Regions from separate parts of the Mus musculus genome. Here regions 1, 2, 3 and 4 are each linked to region 5. The links are chromatin contacts, called in public promoter capture Hi-C maps. All regions are on one chromosome and are shown on one strand. The core of a region is the stretch at or near the end of the contact, and the rest is flanking DNA. Distances in the headings are between cores, read along the strand shown. Region 1 holds the start of Iqck (IQ motif containing K). Region 2 holds the start of Eri2 (exoribonuclease 2). Region 3 holds the start of Gga2 (golgi associated, gamma adaptin ear containing, ARF binding protein 2). Region 4 holds the start of Cog7 (component of oligomeric golgi complex 7). Region 5 holds the start of Eef2k (eukaryotic elongation factor-2 kinase).

The links. Promoter capture Hi-C pulls out the DNA fragments that hold promoters and counts their contacts.
Region 1: a contact with region 5 is called in a promoter capture Hi-C map of liver, with 4 times the contacts expected there. The contact joins the promoter of Iqck here to the promoter of Eef2k in region 5. A contact is called at or near these places in 4 of 39 promoter capture datasets (hippocampal neurons, liver and pre-B cells), 2 of 484 Hi-C or Micro-C datasets (B cells and CD8 T cells), 4 of 115 datasets of contacts at active chromatin or transcription factors (astrocytes, embryonic stem cells, large pre-B cells and 1 more) and 1 of 9 other capture datasets (liver).
Region 2: a contact with region 5 is called in a promoter capture Hi-C map of pre-B cells, with 6 times the contacts expected there. The contact joins the promoter of Eri2 here to the promoter of Eef2k in region 5. A contact is called at or near these places in 6 of 39 promoter capture datasets (the 3T3-L1 cell line, cranial neural crest, hippocampal neurons and 2 more), 3 of 484 Hi-C or Micro-C datasets (CD4 T cells, Th1 cells and hematopoietic stem and progenitor cells), 10 of 115 datasets of contacts at active chromatin or transcription factors (the 230-238 cell line, the NIH/3T3 cell line, T-cell acute lymphoblastic leukemia and 7 more) and 1 of 9 other capture datasets (adipose tissue).
Region 3: a contact with region 5 is called in a promoter capture Hi-C map of liver, with 4 times the contacts expected there. The contact joins the promoter of Gga2 here to the promoter of Eef2k in region 5. A contact is called at or near these places in 7 of 39 promoter capture datasets (the 3T3-L1 cell line, cranial neural crest, embryonic stem cells and 4 more) and 2 of 115 datasets of contacts at active chromatin or transcription factors (astrocytes and embryonic forebrain).
Region 4: a promoter capture Hi-C map of pre-B cells shows a contact between it and region 5, with 4 times the contacts expected there. The contact joins the promoter of Cog7 here to the promoter of Eef2k in region 5. A contact is called at or near these places in 5 of 39 promoter capture datasets (the C10 cell line, cranial neural crest, hippocampal neurons and 2 more), 1 of 484 Hi-C or Micro-C datasets (pro-B cells), 3 of 115 datasets of contacts at active chromatin or transcription factors (bone marrow-derived macrophages, forebrain and microglia) and 1 of 9 other capture datasets (adipose tissue).

Annotation. Positions count from the first base shown.
Region 1 is chr7:118,853,809-118,857,054 of GRCm38.p6, forward strand. Iqck (IQ motif containing K) reads left to right here and starts at 1,944. Exons shown (of 9, transcript NM_001374605.1): 1 at 1,944-2,153. The coding sequence starts at 1,967. Knop1 (lysine rich nucleolar protein 1) reads right to left here and starts at 2,190. Exons shown (of 5, transcript NM_023197.3): 1 at 1,815-2,190. The coding sequence starts at 1,968.
Region 2 is chr7:119,792,261-119,795,457 of GRCm38.p6, forward strand. Eri2 (exoribonuclease 2) reads right to left here and starts at 1,798. Exons shown (of 9, transcript NM_027698.5): 1 at 1,658-1,798; 2 at 171-238; 3 at 5-88. The coding sequence starts at 1,680. It overlaps Rexo5 (RNA exonuclease 5), which reads left to right and starts at 1,862. Exons shown (of 20, transcript NM_001370778.1): 1 at 1,862-1,951; 2 at 2,116-2,242. The coding sequence starts at 2,120.
Region 3 is chr7:122,019,734-122,022,862 of GRCm38.p6, forward strand. Gga2 (golgi associated, gamma adaptin ear containing, ARF binding protein 2) reads right to left here and starts at 1,465. Exons shown (of 17, transcript NM_028758.2): 1 at 1,256-1,465. The coding sequence starts at 1,355.
Region 4 is chr7:121,980,265-121,983,508 of GRCm38.p6, forward strand. It overlaps Cog7 (component of oligomeric golgi complex 7), which reads right to left and starts at 1,429. Exons shown (of 17, transcript NM_001033318.3): 1 at 1,153-1,429. The coding sequence starts at 1,321.
Region 5 is chr7:120,841,364-120,844,272 of GRCm38.p6, forward strand. Eef2k (eukaryotic elongation factor-2 kinase) reads left to right here and starts at 1,468. Exons shown (of 18, transcript NM_007908.4): 1 at 1,468-1,737. It overlaps Gm36449 (a long non-coding RNA gene), which reads right to left and starts at 2,148. Exons shown (of 2, transcript XR_378468.3): 1 at 1,236-2,148; 2 at 1-157.

The sequences.
Region 1 (3,246 bases), core at 694-3,193, 2.0 Mb before region 5:
CAGATCCAATAAATGGCACAGTTAATAGTCAGCTCTTTCCTCTGGCTCATTTGTCGAGTGTTCCTGCTCTAGGTCTACAAAGGAATCCCCCTGTTCCAACTCTTACCATCCCAAGCTACTTAAACAACGTGGCAAAGAGAGACAAGCCCCAGCCAGGACTCCAAACTCTTGGGTCAAATAGAAACACTGGTACACTTCCTTGCTTTATACCCTTGGCCCCTCTGGACTCCGGTTTTATCATCCATATAAAGGCTGAACCAGAAGGTACACAAGTTGGGCTATCTCAGTCTACAAGACAGCTGCAAGCACTGTCTTCAGTTTCAAAGTGACTGCTAGGAATTAACATGTGGCCATAACACATGGAAACCTTCATTACCTGGCTTTCCTCGGGAAAAACAGAAGCACTTACGACAAGTGGCCGGGGATTCAATACATGGCTTTCACTATGATCACCAGTATGCTTCTTGCTACTCTGTGGACTAGAGACAAAACATGGGAGGCTTCTAAGGAAAGAGGTGGAAATTAAGGGTCCAGGAGCTTCTCTATCCTGCACCTCTCCTTGGCTTCGGCGCTAACATGCTCCACAAAGGATTCAGCTTGCTCTGGGCAGCTTCAAAGATCTAGGCCAGACTTGAGCCATATCAAGTCCACTCTCACCTTGCTTTAGGCGCACACCTTTAATCCCAGCACTCCGGAGCCAGAGGCAGGCAGATTTCTGAGTTCAAGGCCAGCCTGGTCTACAAAGTGAGTTCCAGGACAGCCAGAGCTATACAGATAAACCAAAAAAAAAAAAAAAAGAAAGAAAGAAAGAAAGAAAGAAGATGCCCCCACAGACATGTATAATCTTATACACCAATATTATGGTGGCATTTTTCTCAACTCCATAATATTGAACATGGTTTTCCAGTTTGACCAATAGGATGGTAGAGTCAACCCTTGAGGCAGAAGTGGAGGGTGACTGGGCAGCTGGATGAAACAGCTGCCTTGATATAACTCACTCAGCATGTGTACTGTAGGGCTGAGGCAAGGAAGTCACTCTCGCCAACAGAGACGACATAAACAGGACTTCAGGGATGATAATTAACAAGAAAACATAACTGGGCCTCAAGACATACTGACTTTTAGAGGACATAGGAAGGGGACTCACAAAGGAGAGAAAGATACAAGTCCCGACAGGCCAGTATCAAGTAAGACCATGATGATTCTACAGGATTAGGGCCAGTGATCACGAAAAATAACCCGGACAAAAAGGTCCCAGGCGTCAGCTTAACCCACTTCTTTGTTTTGCCACTCAGCCAACAGCAACATACTCTTTTCCATCCCTTTAACTGTACTTCACTCGCGAGAAGTGGAACCGAACCTACACTGCATCACCTGCAAACACAAGCTTTCTTCAAAAGCGCCTTGTTTTTGAGACAAAGTTTGACTACGTCGCTAGGGCTGATCTGCATCCCGCGTGCCGGGGTTATAGACGTGGGCCACTATGCCCAGTGTGAAGGCACTCTTAAATTCCCGCGGCAGCAGTGGATAGGGTTAGTGTGACCAATAAGCCTCACAGGCCTCGGAGACTGTAACTCACTAGGTCTCAAAGTCAACAAGGTGCAAAACACGGACTCGAGCCAGAGGAGCGTGTGCTGCCCTCACCAACCGCAGGCTGCTTGCTAGCCAGGATCATCCCCATGCCTACTCCAAGGCGGGACGGCTTGGAGAGAAACCGAGGGCTGCAGGCGAGTTGGGGGTGACTTATCTTTGTTTTCCTCTCCCCCAGCGTGCAGCACCTTCCTCGGGGCCCCGCACAAACCACCCGCACTCACCTGGTTCGCTAGCAGGCCAAGCGTCCCCGCGTGAGCAGCCGCGCAGCCGCGATCCGGAAGTCAGCTTCGACTTTCTGGCCCGCCCCCTCGAAATCCTTCTCCTTCCGGGTCGCGGCCTCCCGGTGCCCTGGGTTGCTGTAGAAACCGCGTCCATGGCGGCGCCGAGACTTGTATCCAGCCGCAGCGTGCTGCGTGAGGAGGCGAGCGGCTCCGCGGATTCGCCGATCACTACGCGCACGCCGGTGCCCGCAGTGTCGCCCGGGTCTCCCGAAGTGCTCGTGTCACCCCCGCAGGTCGTCGAGCCGCCGGGGAAGAGCCTATGGGATCAGATCTGCGAGGGTAGGCGCCCCGCCGCTGGTCGGGCCGGGCGGGACGCGGGCGGGACCCGCCGGGACGCGCGTTCCAAGCCTCTGTGCGCCAGGCGGGTGACGCGCGCGGGCGGAGGAGCCGAGCCTTAGGCCCACACGCGGAGAAAGAGGTTGGCGTATGTCTTGGATTCCGGTGCGACCTCAGGCAACAGGCTCGCAGAAGGAAACCCGGTCAGAGAGTTGCGTAGTGTGAAGCTTCAGGGTAGAGACCCGGACCGCCCGCAGATCGCCCGAGGAAGCAGGGAATGAATGAACTCTGTAGACAGGCTCCGGTGATACTCAGGAAGTATTTTGGTGTGGACAAATAGATTTTGATCTCCACTTGCCCCAAAGCCTTTCTGAAGCCCCACAAGCAGGCTAGATCACTTGTTCCTTTGTAGCCCACGAACCTTGGTCATGGGGTCTTGTAATAGTCGTACAGCGGGCATAACAATGGTACCTATGTCGTGGTGTTAGGAGGTAGAACCACGTAGTCACAGATCCTAGGTTACAGGAAGAGTGTTAGTTTTCCTTCATTCCAAAGCCTCCAGATCTCAAAGGCAAGAGACACAGATTCATTCATAATAAGTCCGCTGTCTATCCCTTCTCCCTTTTCTCTCGCCTTTTTGGACTACAGACTGGCTTCCAGCTGAGTATCCTCCTGCCTCAGCCTTCCAGCTACTGAAAGATTTTCATTCTTGTGGCATTGGCTGTCCAATACAACACTAATAGAACGTTCAATAATCTGTGCTGTTAAATGGGTTTGGGGTGTAATTTGGGACTGGCAGACTAGAAGAACCAAATTTCTTATTTTACTTAATTTTGATAAATTTAAATAGCAATATTTATGGAATAGTTCCAGGTCAGTAAATGTTTCGTGAATGGAAACAGTGAATTTGTCAGTGTATAGAGGGAAAAATGGTGACTTGGAAGAAGTGGTGAGTTCAGAGGAAGAAGAGAAGAGTCAGTCAGTCCTCCCAGACCACAGGGCTTGCATTACTCCTTCCCTGTAACCTTTGCTTTAGAGAAAAGGTTTCACCCTGATGTTCTTGTAAGTTCTACCCTTAGGGTCCTTACCCGAGGAA
Region 2 (3,197 bases), core at 548-3,047, 1.0 Mb before region 5:
TCACTTATTTCAGGGCTACTGTGGTGCTTCCCATCATTCCAGCAGGTAGACTCAAAGTCAACGACAATTAAGTAGGCATACAACTGTTCTGCAAAAGACCACAGTGTTCTTAGGTTCCGACGATGTTCCAAGGGCAAGGCTTCAAACTGTAACGTAAGCGTGGGACTTACTCAATCTGCTCCCTCCTGGATTTCCACTTGCTGGTGTAACTGACTTTCTCCTAATTAATCCAAGCCGCCTAAAAATGCAAGACACAGGAAGATCAATAAACTCATTTACACTGCAGTTAGAATATGATATTAAAGTAATAGCCCCAAACAGATGGCAAAATCATCTCTAATGTACGGTAAGTGGAGCTGGGTGTGAGGGCCCCACACCTGGAGGCTCAGCAGTCAGCAGGCCACGGCCAAACTGAACTGAGGGACAGCTTACAGCACACAGCAGGACCCTGCCTCAAACAACAGCTGCATACTGACTGAAGGAAAGGAGGGCTAGACTTTAAAAGTCCTAGGTCCTTGTGCGAATGGCCATCCTCTCTTGAGTTTAGTGTCCATTTTACCTGAGCGGGCTTCACAAACACTACTCTTACCTGTTCACGTTTTATAGTAGTACCGAGGAATTGACTATAAAGATGTATTTTTCAAGCCTTTGCTATGTACCAAGGGGATGATGCCTGTGCTTAAACTCTAAAAATGGAGGGGAGAAAGATTACCAGAGTACTACTGAAAGGTAATCTATGATTAAAAACAAAAACAAAAACAAAACAAACAAACCTCCCAACAGCAATACACTGCAGTCCAAAGAAGGGAAGATCCCAAATGATGACGAATACAACTTTAAGTAGACAGACACCTGGAATAGTTATTTTGGCTATTTGAAAAAGACAAGACGTGAGGCCAATGTAGGGATTTGGAATGAAAAACTAACATTTACTAGTCACTTCTTCAGCAAATATTTAATTAGGATGGTGACTTCTTTTAAACAATTCTAGGTGGTAGACATGTCTGCAACCTGTATTTTATGCAAGAGAAAAGTAAATGATTTGCCTAAAGATGGCCATAGTATGTTAACCTTTGACAGGACTTTTCACGCTTGAATCCTATGCTATTCATTAATACATCAGATAGGGGTTTTGTTTTGAATCTGGTTTTGTTGTTGTTTTGAGACAGTCTCACTATTTAGCCATCGCCTGCTTGAACATCACCATGAGGACCAGGCTGGCCTCCAACTTTCCATGCTGGTATTGTAGGTCCATTCCACTATGCCTGGTAAGTTTGATACTGTGTCCACAATCTCAACAAATGTGTACAACGCATCCAAAAATCTGTGCACAGCATATTCCCCCCCACCCCCCCCCAAAAAACCTGAGAGAGTCTGTGGTAATTCTGACAATAAAACTGGACTAGGCAGGTCACTTGGGCGCAGTGGCACCTGCCTGAGAACAGTGTGCAGAGCTGTCACGTTCCAGGTCCCAGGGGTCTAGAATGAACAGACCTGATAGAGCATGCCACGGTAGGGAGGACCCGGGGTTTCTCGGGCTCCTCCAACTTGTCGCGAATGGCGACGTGGGGCCCGAGAAGACCAGGGCCCTTTTCAGATCCAGACCAAACGACTGCGGATGAACACCGCCCACCCTAAGGGGAACCCCCTAACGTACCGCGCCAGTCTCTTGGTCGCCATCCCCGGACCCTGGGTTTCGCAGAGTTCAACGGCCGGAAGTCGGACGCCCCCACTTCCGGTCTGTTTAAACGCCGGCGCGGCAAGGGAAGCGGGCGCTTGTAGAGCGGCGGCGGCCGTCGCCAGCGGTTTGTGGGCGTTGCATAGGGGGCGGTTCGGGACCCGGGGGCGTGGACAGAGGCTTGAGGACCGGGAGCCCCTCGCTCTGCGCACGACGCGCCTCAGGGAGCGCTTTAAACTTCGCGACGGCTTAAATTGAGGAAAGGAGGCGTAGGTCTGTGGCCTTTTTTGCGAGGGCCAAGAGTGGTAAACTGGTTTGAGCCGCTTCAAGAGACAAACCAACCGTCACTCCTGTCTAGCGCTTTGCTGGAGAGAGGCCGCGACACGGTTTCCTGGTCGCCGCGGGGTCCTCAGCTCCAGCTGATCTTTCCCCTACAGCCTGATGGAGCAAGAGAAGGAGGAGGCGAACTCCAGGAAGAGGAAGGAGGCCCCGAACTCCTCGGCCTCGGCTACAGAGCGGGATGGACCTCCTTCGCATATTCAGGACCGCGAGCCACAAGCCAAGGTGAGCAGAGGAGAGAGCCCAGCAGGCTGGCCCGAAGTCACTTGTGGCTGGGAGTCACTTTCGCCAGCACCCGAAGGGTCCCTGCCGAAGGGTAAGGGCTCACCCACTGACCTCACTCAACTCTGCTCCCTTGGTTGTACCACCTCGTCCAGGCTCTCTCCATAGTTTAAAACTGACTTAGTGTCTGGTACACAGAATATTCATTTAACAAACATTTATTAAGATCCGTATAACAAAATATTTCAGGAATATCCATGCACACCTAAACAGGATTCTCTTGTTTTTATACAATATTTATGAAGAAGTAAAAATGAATGGTCATTTTGATGGGGAATTTATCCTGGGGAAATGATTAGATGGAGGAATGATACCAGTAATAAGAATGTTTGCCCTAGTATTTGTATTTTTAAATGTTTCATCGAAAAGAGAATTTTAAATATAAAATTTTCATTACATATTTAAAAATGCACTTAGCCTGAACCATTTTCTCATGTTAAAGTTGTGGTTATATAACTGACTGATAGGGAAAAATATAGATTAGGGTGGGGATGGTTAGAAAGCAGATGGATGTTTGTAAAGTCCCCTGGGTTGGAAACGGTAGTCCAGAGATTAAAAAGCTTGATCTTCGGAGGCTGCATTCCCGCTGTGGCTTTTAAACCTCTTTCTTCATTTCTTTGTTGTAAAATGGGAGTATGGTGATCCCCACTTAAAAGTTCTAAGAAATGATGTAGTACAAAGAAATTTCTCAAAACTGTGTGGCTAAGAGTCAGCAGTGTGGCTCAGTAATAGAGGACTTGCCTTGCATGTGCCCAGAATTCAGTCCCTAGAACAGAAACTCAAAAAAGTGGTTAATAGTAAATACCTAACCTTAGCTCAAGGCCATTGTATAAGTTAGGGTCTCTATTGCTGTGATAAAACACCATGACCTCATAACCAAAATCATCTTGTCTAGGGA
Region 3 (3,129 bases), core at 215-2,714, 1.2 Mb after region 5:
CCTGATCCCCACTCCCTTCATTCCTATTGTAACCACCATCACCCCACCCCACCCCACCCCAGCTATCTAAAGACCTTATATATCTACTCCAAGTCTGAAGTCTCACCCTCAACCAACTCACCAGGTGGAACTGCATGTGGTGCTTTCAGTAGAAGCGAAGCTGTCTCCAACAGCTTCTCCTACATGTTGAAATAGAAAGCTATAGGCCTGCAATGACTCAGAAGATAAAGGTGCCTGTGACCAAGCCTTGTGGCCTGAGTTCGAGCCCTGGAACCCACAGAAGAGCCTAAGGAGAGAAACGACACCCTGACCCCTTCCCCAGTTGTTCTCTGTTCTCCACGAGCCAGGAGCAGCACGCCCCACCCCAAATACACAACATGTAATAAAAATGTTTAAATAATGCAGTCCCTTCTGCGGCGCTCACGCGTCTTACTTCATTAGCAAATTAGTCTGAGGTCTCTTTTCTGGATTCTCTGAGCTTTAAGCTTTGCACTCCTGGCCAACAGGCCTACTCGCTCCCAGAATGTTGTACATTCTCATCCTGAGTTTTTGCAGTTTCCTGTCTGGAATATGGCCTCCTCCATTGTCCACACACTGTATACCAGCTATGACAAGCCCCAGGTAAACAAAACAGCCCCTAACTACGTTCAACAAGCGCCCCTCCTCCAGCTTCTGTTGAGAAGGTGCTGTTCTGGTAGCCAGTAGCCAATGAACATGTCTTTGTGAGCAATGTCCCAGTGTTACCATCTCAGTGCACCCAGCACGTAGTGGAGCCCACCCAAGGGGTGGATTCTTTATTCTCTCTGAACCTCAATTCCTCAGATAAAGAGAGAACCTTTAGAACCGCACCCCCAGAGATCACCGTTAAGCTAAGACAAGGAACAATTAAGTCTGGCCAGAGTAAATATGCACCGAGGCATAAAAGCTGGTTTTGCTCTTAAAGGTAGCAGCCACTTAAGCTCTTAGACTCAATGATCTGCAAAAAAGCTGCATCGCCCGCACGGGTTAGTAAACCCAGGTACTCTCGGTCCTGCGACCAGACTAACAATGGCTGAAACGCTTTCTGCACAGTGCTTGGCACAAGAGATCGCTAAGCATTCGCGCTCCAGCTGTTAAGTGGTGCCGCCCGGCCACTGAGCCATGGCGTGGTCTGAGGTCCCCAGAATCCCCTGGGTGAGTCTAGAGGCCCCCTCCCGCCGCGGAGGACAACCAGGGCGGCGGGAAGCAGGATCACGTGTGGCGCGATGCTACTCACTGAGCCACAGCTCCAGCGCCGCCGCTGCCCCAGGGCCGCCCTCCGCCGACTCGGTCCCTGCCGGGGATCCGGTCCCCGCTGCCACTGCCGTCGCTGCCATCTGCCCAGCCCAGCGCTGCGGCCGCAGTCACTCCTGCCCAAAAGCTGCAGCCACCGCCGCCGCCTAGCCTTCGCTCCAGCTGCCGACGCGGCAGACACTGAGAGGCACGTGACGGGGCGGGCCCTATTGGACACGCCCATTTCTGGGCCCTGTCCCGCCCCCACGCACCTCCTCCCGGCCACCTCCAACTCACGAGGTCTTTTTTTTTTTTTTTTTTTTTTTTTTTTGTGCAAGACCACTTGAAAGGTCAAAAGCCAAGCTAGTTAGGTATTGATTGTCCCCTCTTCTTCAGAAGCAGGGTTCCCAGAAAAGATACTGGACGCCTGGCTAAATCTGAATTTCAGATAAAGAATCATTCTTTCAGCATTTTTATTAGGGTCTTCTCCGAGTATGTATCTTCCATTCGGGTTTCTGACACACTTTTTTTTGATGACACATTGCATCATAATTCATAAAACAGTTATTTTTATGAAAAGATACTTTTCTCAAAAAAACAGGTCAGAGGCAGGCGGATCTCTGAGTTTGAGGCCAGCCTGGTCTACAAAATGAGTTCCAGGACAGTCAAGGCTACACAGAGAAACCCTGTCTCGAACACCCATCCCCCCCCAAAAAAAAGAAATAAAAAACAGGTCGTGATTCTCATACCCTAAAAAGTGAACACATTAATTATATATAAACATACCTTTTTCTAACTGTTTTGAGTTAAGGTCTCATGTAACCAGCTGGCTTTGATCACTGCATAGCTGAGGAGGACCCAGAATTCTTGGTCATCCTGCCACTGTGGTACAAACTTGATTACAAGAATGTACTACCAGTACAGCTTTGTTGTTATGGTTTTTGTTTTTGCTTTTGAGAAAGGGTTTCTCATACTCATTAGTCCAAGATGGCCTTTGAATGATAAAAGCTAAGATCCTAAAAACCTGTAGTAAAATCCTTTTGCCTCAACCTCCCAAAAGCTGGAACTACAGGTGTGAGCTACCATGCCAGCCTAACATGAAATATTTTCCTTTATTTAACTCTTGAACTTAAATGAAGGAATCAAGTAGATGTTGTATTAATATGTCCACAAGAAAAGCCAAAGAGAAAAATCTATGTAAAAATAAAGGACTGTTGAGACAAACATGCAAATGGGCATAAGACTGGCTCCAGCCAGTGGAGAAAGAGGTCTGTCCAGTGGACAGGATTAATATGCATGTCTAGAGGCCAGCATAATTTTGCCATTGCTGTCAATGATCTACTACTAACAACTCTGCTAAGACTGAAGGAGGCCTTAGCCTGGAAGGCAGTCAAGACTGCGCACGAGGTCCCTCTGAAGCACCAGATCCTTCCACACTGTCCCTATCATTCCCCACCCTCAATGTCACACCCCAGTACATACACACACACACACACACACAGAAGGATTTTAATTTGCATAGACCTGGACCACCAGCATACCAAATGGGGCTTGGCATACCAGTAAGTATCTGTTGAATGGACACATAAATAGTGGGGACAGTCAGGGGTAACTCTAGGACTTTAGGCATATCATAATCCCAAATGTACAAACATTTTTTTAAGTTTTTATTTGTATGTGTGTTTTGCCTGCATATATATCTATGCACCACATGCAAGCCTGGAGCCTGAAGAGGCCAGAGAGTGTGTCAGATTCCCTGCAACTGGAATTGTAGACAGTCCTGAGCTGCCATGTGGGTGCTAGGAATTGAACCTGGGTCCTCCAAAAGAGCAATACATACTCTTGACCACTGAGCAACCTCTACAGCCCTACTTTTAA
Region 4 (3,244 bases), core at 179-2,678, 1.1 Mb after region 5:
CCTCAACACAGTGAAGCAGCAAGGAGGAGCACTGATTCAGCAACATATATTCTCTCTTTCTCTCTCATTCTCTCTCTCTCTCTCTCCCCCCCCTCTCTCTCGTCTTCTCTCTCTCATTCTCTCTTTCTTCCTCTCTCTCGCTCTCTCTCTCTCTCACACACACACAGTTAAAGTCTTCATTCAGGATGGCCCATCTTCCTTAGCTTACAAAGATATATTAATGGATTTGTGTCATTCTCATATACTGCTAAATACTAGGACCAGTTAACTATTAAATGCTCTCAAAAGTGACTCTTTATGCCAGGCATGACAGAACATGTCTATAATCCCAGAATTTCAGAATCAAAGGCATGAAGATCAAGAGTTCAAGGTCACCCTCCATCATAGAGCAAATTCAAGGCCAGTATGGGTTACATGAGAGTCTATCTACCCCACCACCTCCAAAAGGCCTTCTTTCAAGATTTATTTTTTAATTACATTCACCCATGTTTGTCTGTGTGTCAGTATGTGCATGTGAGTGTTTATGCCCAAGGAGGCCACTGAATCCCATGGAACTGGAGTTACAGGTAGTTGTGTGCCAACTGATGTGGGTGCTGAGAATTAAGTTTAGGTTCTCTACAAGAGTAGTAACCACTGAGCAATTACTCCAAACCCAAAGAGCTTTTTTTGGGGGGGGGGGGCACATATCTGTAATGCCAGAATTAGGGAAGCTGGGGCAGAAGGCGAGTTTGAGGCGAACCTAGGCGACAGAGTGAGACTGTAAATAAGAAGGGGGAAGGAGAAGGAAGAGTAAAAGAGCGTGCGAGAGCCGGCGAGAGCGATCCTATAGCCTAGGCCGGCCTCGAACTCACTTTGCAACTGAAGCTGGCTTTGAATTCCTGACCGTCCAGCACCACCTCCCCAGTGCGGAAATTAACGGCGGTCGCCACCACTCCCAGATTGTTATTATTATTATTATTGGGGTTTTTTTTTTGTTTTTAGTTTTTAGTTTTTAAAGGAAATGTTATGGCATCGTCGGACGTGAACACCAAAGCCTAGACCTAACTCAGACTACTGCAGGGCTCGCTTTCCCACCAAAGGAGAGGCTTGGCCCCTGGGCCCGGTCCTGCAGTCGGGTGCCGGGGCGGGCGGGTGGGCGTCTGCGTGGCTCACCCTCCACGGCGTGGTTCACCTCCTGGATGAACAGCTGCAGCTTCATTACCAGGGTGGCTGCGTGACCGTCCGCCTTCCCCGCCGCCCCGTCTTTGGGGCCGGCTCTGAAGGCCGCATTAATCCAGTCCTTCACGTCGAAGTCGTCAGCCAGGAACTTGGAGAAGTCCATGGCGCGCGGTCTCCGGGTTGGCGCCGAGCGACACCGCCTTCGGGACACCCGTCGAAACCCACCAAGCTTTACTTGCCGCCCCGTCAGCGCACTCGCGCCGAGGCCGAATGTCCCTCGTCGCGCGCCGTACTTCTTCCGGAAGTCGGTGCCTATTACCATAGCAACTGTTCCTGTTAGAGCAGCGAGCTTCGCGCAGTCCGGACAGGTACGACAGTTCGTTTTCTGCTCTTATTTGTCGAGCAGTAAACTAAGTAAACGCGTGTTTCCTCAAGACTAGAAGATTGACGTCTGAGAAGGGAGCAGCTGAGAAATATAAACTCTGTATGTAGGAGTAATGTTGCTAGTTTTCCGTCCTCACTAAATGCATACAGCAGTTTGGGTTTTTTGGTTTTTTGGTTTTTTGGTTTGGTTTGGTTTTGCTTTGAGACAGGGTTTCTCTGTGTAGCCCTGGCTGTCCTGGAACTCACGTTGTAGACTAGGCTGGCCTCGAACTCAGAAATTCGCCTGCCTCTGCCTCCCGAGTGCTGGGATTAAAGGTGTGCGCCACCACGCCCGGCAGCAGTTTGGTTTTTTTTTTAATTTTATTTTATTTTATATGGAGTGTTTTGCCTCTGTATGTGTGTGACCCACTTGCCTGTCTGGTGCGGGCAGAGGCCAGATGAGAATGAAAGATCTCCTGGAAGTGGGATGTTACATGTGGTTATCAATGCTGGGAGTGGAACGCAGGTCCTCTGGAAGAGCTGCCAGTACTATTAACCGCTGGACCATCTCTCCTCATAGATTTCTATAGATTTGATAATGGTCTCCCCTAACTCTGGTCTAATTTCAGTAATCTTCAATAATCTTCAAAAATTACTTTTCCTCCAATTCTTCCACTCATTTTCCATCATTTTCTTTACTAGTTAGGTTTTTTCTTTCTTTCTACCTTTCTTCCTTCTTCCTTTCTTTCTCCGATTTTTTTTTTTTTTTTTGCTCTTGTCTAGTATAGCAAAGTAGAGGATGTTGTTGTTGTTGTGAGGATGTTGTTGTTTGTTTGTTGTTTTTAAAGACGGGTTCCGTTCTTCTATCCTAGAACTCAAACCCATGCCTCAAAGATCGAACCTCCCACATGCTGGGATTTCTGGCTTAAGCCACCACTGCATGTTCTAGCGTTGGTTTCTAATTTAATTCCGTGTATCAGGAACACATATTATGACTCTGTTCTAAATGTACAGAGACTTGCTATGGCCTTAATATTTGTCTGTCATGGAGAAGAGTATATGTGCACTTAAAAATATGTACAGTACCCAAAAGGAGGACATGGTGTTGTGGGGAATGGATACAGCTAAAGGTAATAAGCAAAAGAAGCCAGAAGACGAAGTTCACGTTTTCTCTCAGTTCTGGATCCAGATTGTATAAACACCTAAAAGAATATCTAACATGAGAGCAGAGGAAAGACACGGGAGGAAAAAGAATGGAAGGTGGAGGTGGGAAAGAGGGAAGATATGCAGAAGGGAACAGGGGTAAAATGCATAGTACAGTTAGGTAGATTGTCTTTATGAAACACAGCACTATGGACATGAATATTCAATATAAAGAAGAGGAAGCAGAGAAGGGAGGAAGAAAATCACATGTCTGACTTCATGTGGTGATACACGCCTGCAATCCCAGCACTGGGGATGCAGAAAGAGGAAGATTCCTTAAGTTTGAAATCATTTAGGCATACGTAGCAAGACCCTGTCTCAAAAACAAACCAAACAGCAAAAAAGAAATATATAGTCGGGTGTGGTGCCACACGCCTTTAATCCCAGCACTCGGCAGGCAGAGGCAGGTGGATTTCTGAGTTCGAGGCCAGCCTGGTCTACAAAGTGAGTTCCAGGACAGCCAGGGCTATACAGAGAAACCCTGTCTCAAAAAAAAAAAAAAAAAAAAAAAAAAAAAAGA
Region 5 (2,909 bases), core at 218-2,717:
CCATACACATAAAATAAGTAATTTTTAAAAGGTGGATTTTTGGCTCATGGTTCTGGAAGTACAAAGTGTAGAGGATGTTTCTGGTGTTTTTGCTGGTACAACTTCAAGGTGGTTCAGGTCTTCAGGTCTTTAATCTGAAAGCCCAGGCCAGACAAGCCTGTGGCAGAATAGATATTATGGTGTTTCTCCTGTCAGTAAGTCTATTAACAGTTGCTTTATTAAATGAAATAGATCACACCCTTTCCTAACTGTGTCCCTGGGCAAGATACATTCTTTATAAGTCTCAGTCCTATGATCTGTACAATACAGCTAGTCGTGCCTGCATACCTTATATAGCTGACTGCAGCTGGATGGACAAATAGCTCAAAATGTGCAACTGTTTAGATTTTTACTCTAAAGTATACGGTGAGATATGACCTCAAAGTACACATGCCTGCCTCCACTGGTTTTCAGTCTTTACATCTTCCAAGGGCTACCTTCCTTCCATGCACTGCACCAGATTTGAGTTTTGAGAAAGGGCTTCACCATGTAGCCCAGGCTGGCCTTGCTTTTCTGGGGACTGCAGAGGTCTACCACCATGCCCAAGTTCCCACCCATTAAGCACTATGTGCCAGGCCCTAGGCTCAGAGTTAGGAATACTGTGATTTTTCCCTCCAGAGAGTCCAGGAAGGCTTGACAAAGATTTTTCTTTTTTGTTTTTGTTAAGACAAAGTTTCTCTGTGTAACAGCTCTGGCTGTACTGGAACTCCCTCTGTAGACCAGGCTGGCCTTGAACTCACAAAGATCCTTCTGTGTCTGCCTCCTGAGTGCTGGGATTTGCCACCACCGCCCGGCCCTGATAAAGTTATTAATTAAAAATTATAGAAATAGTTGGAATTGTCAGGTAGGCCGAACTGTATAAATTTAAACCGAATATATGTTTATATACAAATATTAAATTTAAACAAAAATATATAGGTTATATATTAAATATTTACATATACGTGTATAATTTTCTATACTTATATTTATAAATTTATATGTAAATATTAAATACATATGTGCTTACCATGAATTTGGATTCTTTATGAGTTTTTAACACAATTTTTGTTGTTTTGCCCCCTCCTGCTCCTTCGTTACCCCTCCCTCTCTTGAAAGTGTTAAATTTCTTCAAAATTATGTCATGAAATCCTTAAGATTTCCCTTTTTTTTTTTTTTTTTGAGACAGGTTTTCTCAGTGCAGCCCTGGAACTCACTGTGTAGACGACCAGGCTGGCCTTGAACTCAGAAATCCGCCCGCAGTCTGTCTTCCAAGTGCTGGGGTTAAGGGTATGCGCCACCAGACACACAGCATGAAATCTAACGTTAGACCCAGGTGTCTAGGAAGCGTTCAACAGGCGGGGGAGCCAGAAGACAACACGGCGGCTGCATGGAGGTGATGGCCACCCGGGGACGGCCACGTGAGCCCGGGCGTGCGCCCCGTGCGTCAGTCCCGCCCCAGCCCTGGTCCCAGCCTCCAGCCTCCAGCTCCAACCCCAGCGGCAGCAGCCCCAACTCCAGCCCGTGCTCGGCTCCAGCGCTCCGACGTCTTCAGGCGCCCCACTGCGGCTGCGGGCCTGGCTCTCTGTCGCCTGCGCTTTGTACCGGGGATTCTCCTCCCTCCCTGCACCCTGGAGCGCCCGGCCGCCAGCCTTTGCCAGCTCCTTGGGATCCTTGCGGCCGTGGGCAGCAGCTGTCGCGCCTGCCACACTGTGGGAGGTAGGTGACGGGAAGATGGGGAGCCCGCGCGTCCCGCTGCAGCAGCCCCCCGAAAGGCCACTGGGGCGCTTCTCTGGTTGCAGAGCTTCCCCCGAGGCTCAGTGTTTGCGTCTGTAAGGAAGGAAAGAAAGACGTTGGCAAGCGGTGAGCGCAGTTCTGGTTGCACCAGGCAGCGCACGCGGGCCTCCGCCCGGGTCTCCTCTGTGCCTCGGCGAGCCCGCCTGTCCCCCTGAAACGCCCAAGTAACATTTCCCCTCGCCGGGTTCCCCACACTAGAGGCCTATGCGGGCCTCAGTTCTCGGAACCTCGAGGTCTGAGCTGCATACGCCCTTGCAGCATTGTTGGTTGAGGGAGTTGGGGTGTTGGCAGGCGTTGGAGACTTGTGCGCCAAGGGGCTGAGCATTCGTATGCAGTTGGTGGCGCGGGGGCGGGGACCTCCTGGGTGAGCCCTGGGCCAAAACTAGCTAGTGTCGGCTAAGGGGATTGCGGGAAACCTGCCCAGCTGCGCCCTGTGTGTGACTGATCGCGTGCGTTTCGGAAGAGTGAGATCTGACTTGGGAATTCTCCTTGGGGGAGTATTTCTGCGTCCTCCGCGATGAGGCGCTCCCTGGCTTGGGACCACTGAACAGATATTACGGAGGAGAAAGCCGAGGTCCAGAGTGGACCCCAGATCCTCAGAGGCCAGGTAGGGAATGTAGAGTAAGTAAACAAGGATTGTGAGTGTAGGGGTTAAGAGTGAAGTTTTGGGAAGACTTCCCGGGGAAGGTGCTGTTTGCTCTGTGAGGAGGACGAAGCCAGTGGAGGGAGTGGGTCCAGGCCGTGTTCAAACCCCGACCTTAGACAGCTAGCTCTTCACCCCTCTCTGCTGCGGCAACAGTTCCTGGGAAAGGAAGGCTAGCGGGGAGCGACTCCTTTGTTCCAAAGAACTGGGTTCTTTTGAGAGTCTGAGCGCGTTAGGCGTGACTTTCCTGAATGGCTCATGCCACGCTGTTTCACAAACATAGTATTTTCAAACCTTTTACCCTGCACTGATCAGACTCGCCCCAAGAGATCTTGTCATCCACAGCTGGCAGCTGTTAATTCCCCCCTGGGAACGGCCTGTAGGAACCTAGGGGTGCACGGCAGGATCGAGTTGTTTTTAGGGTTCCTTCTCTACCTTAATTTCTATTGTG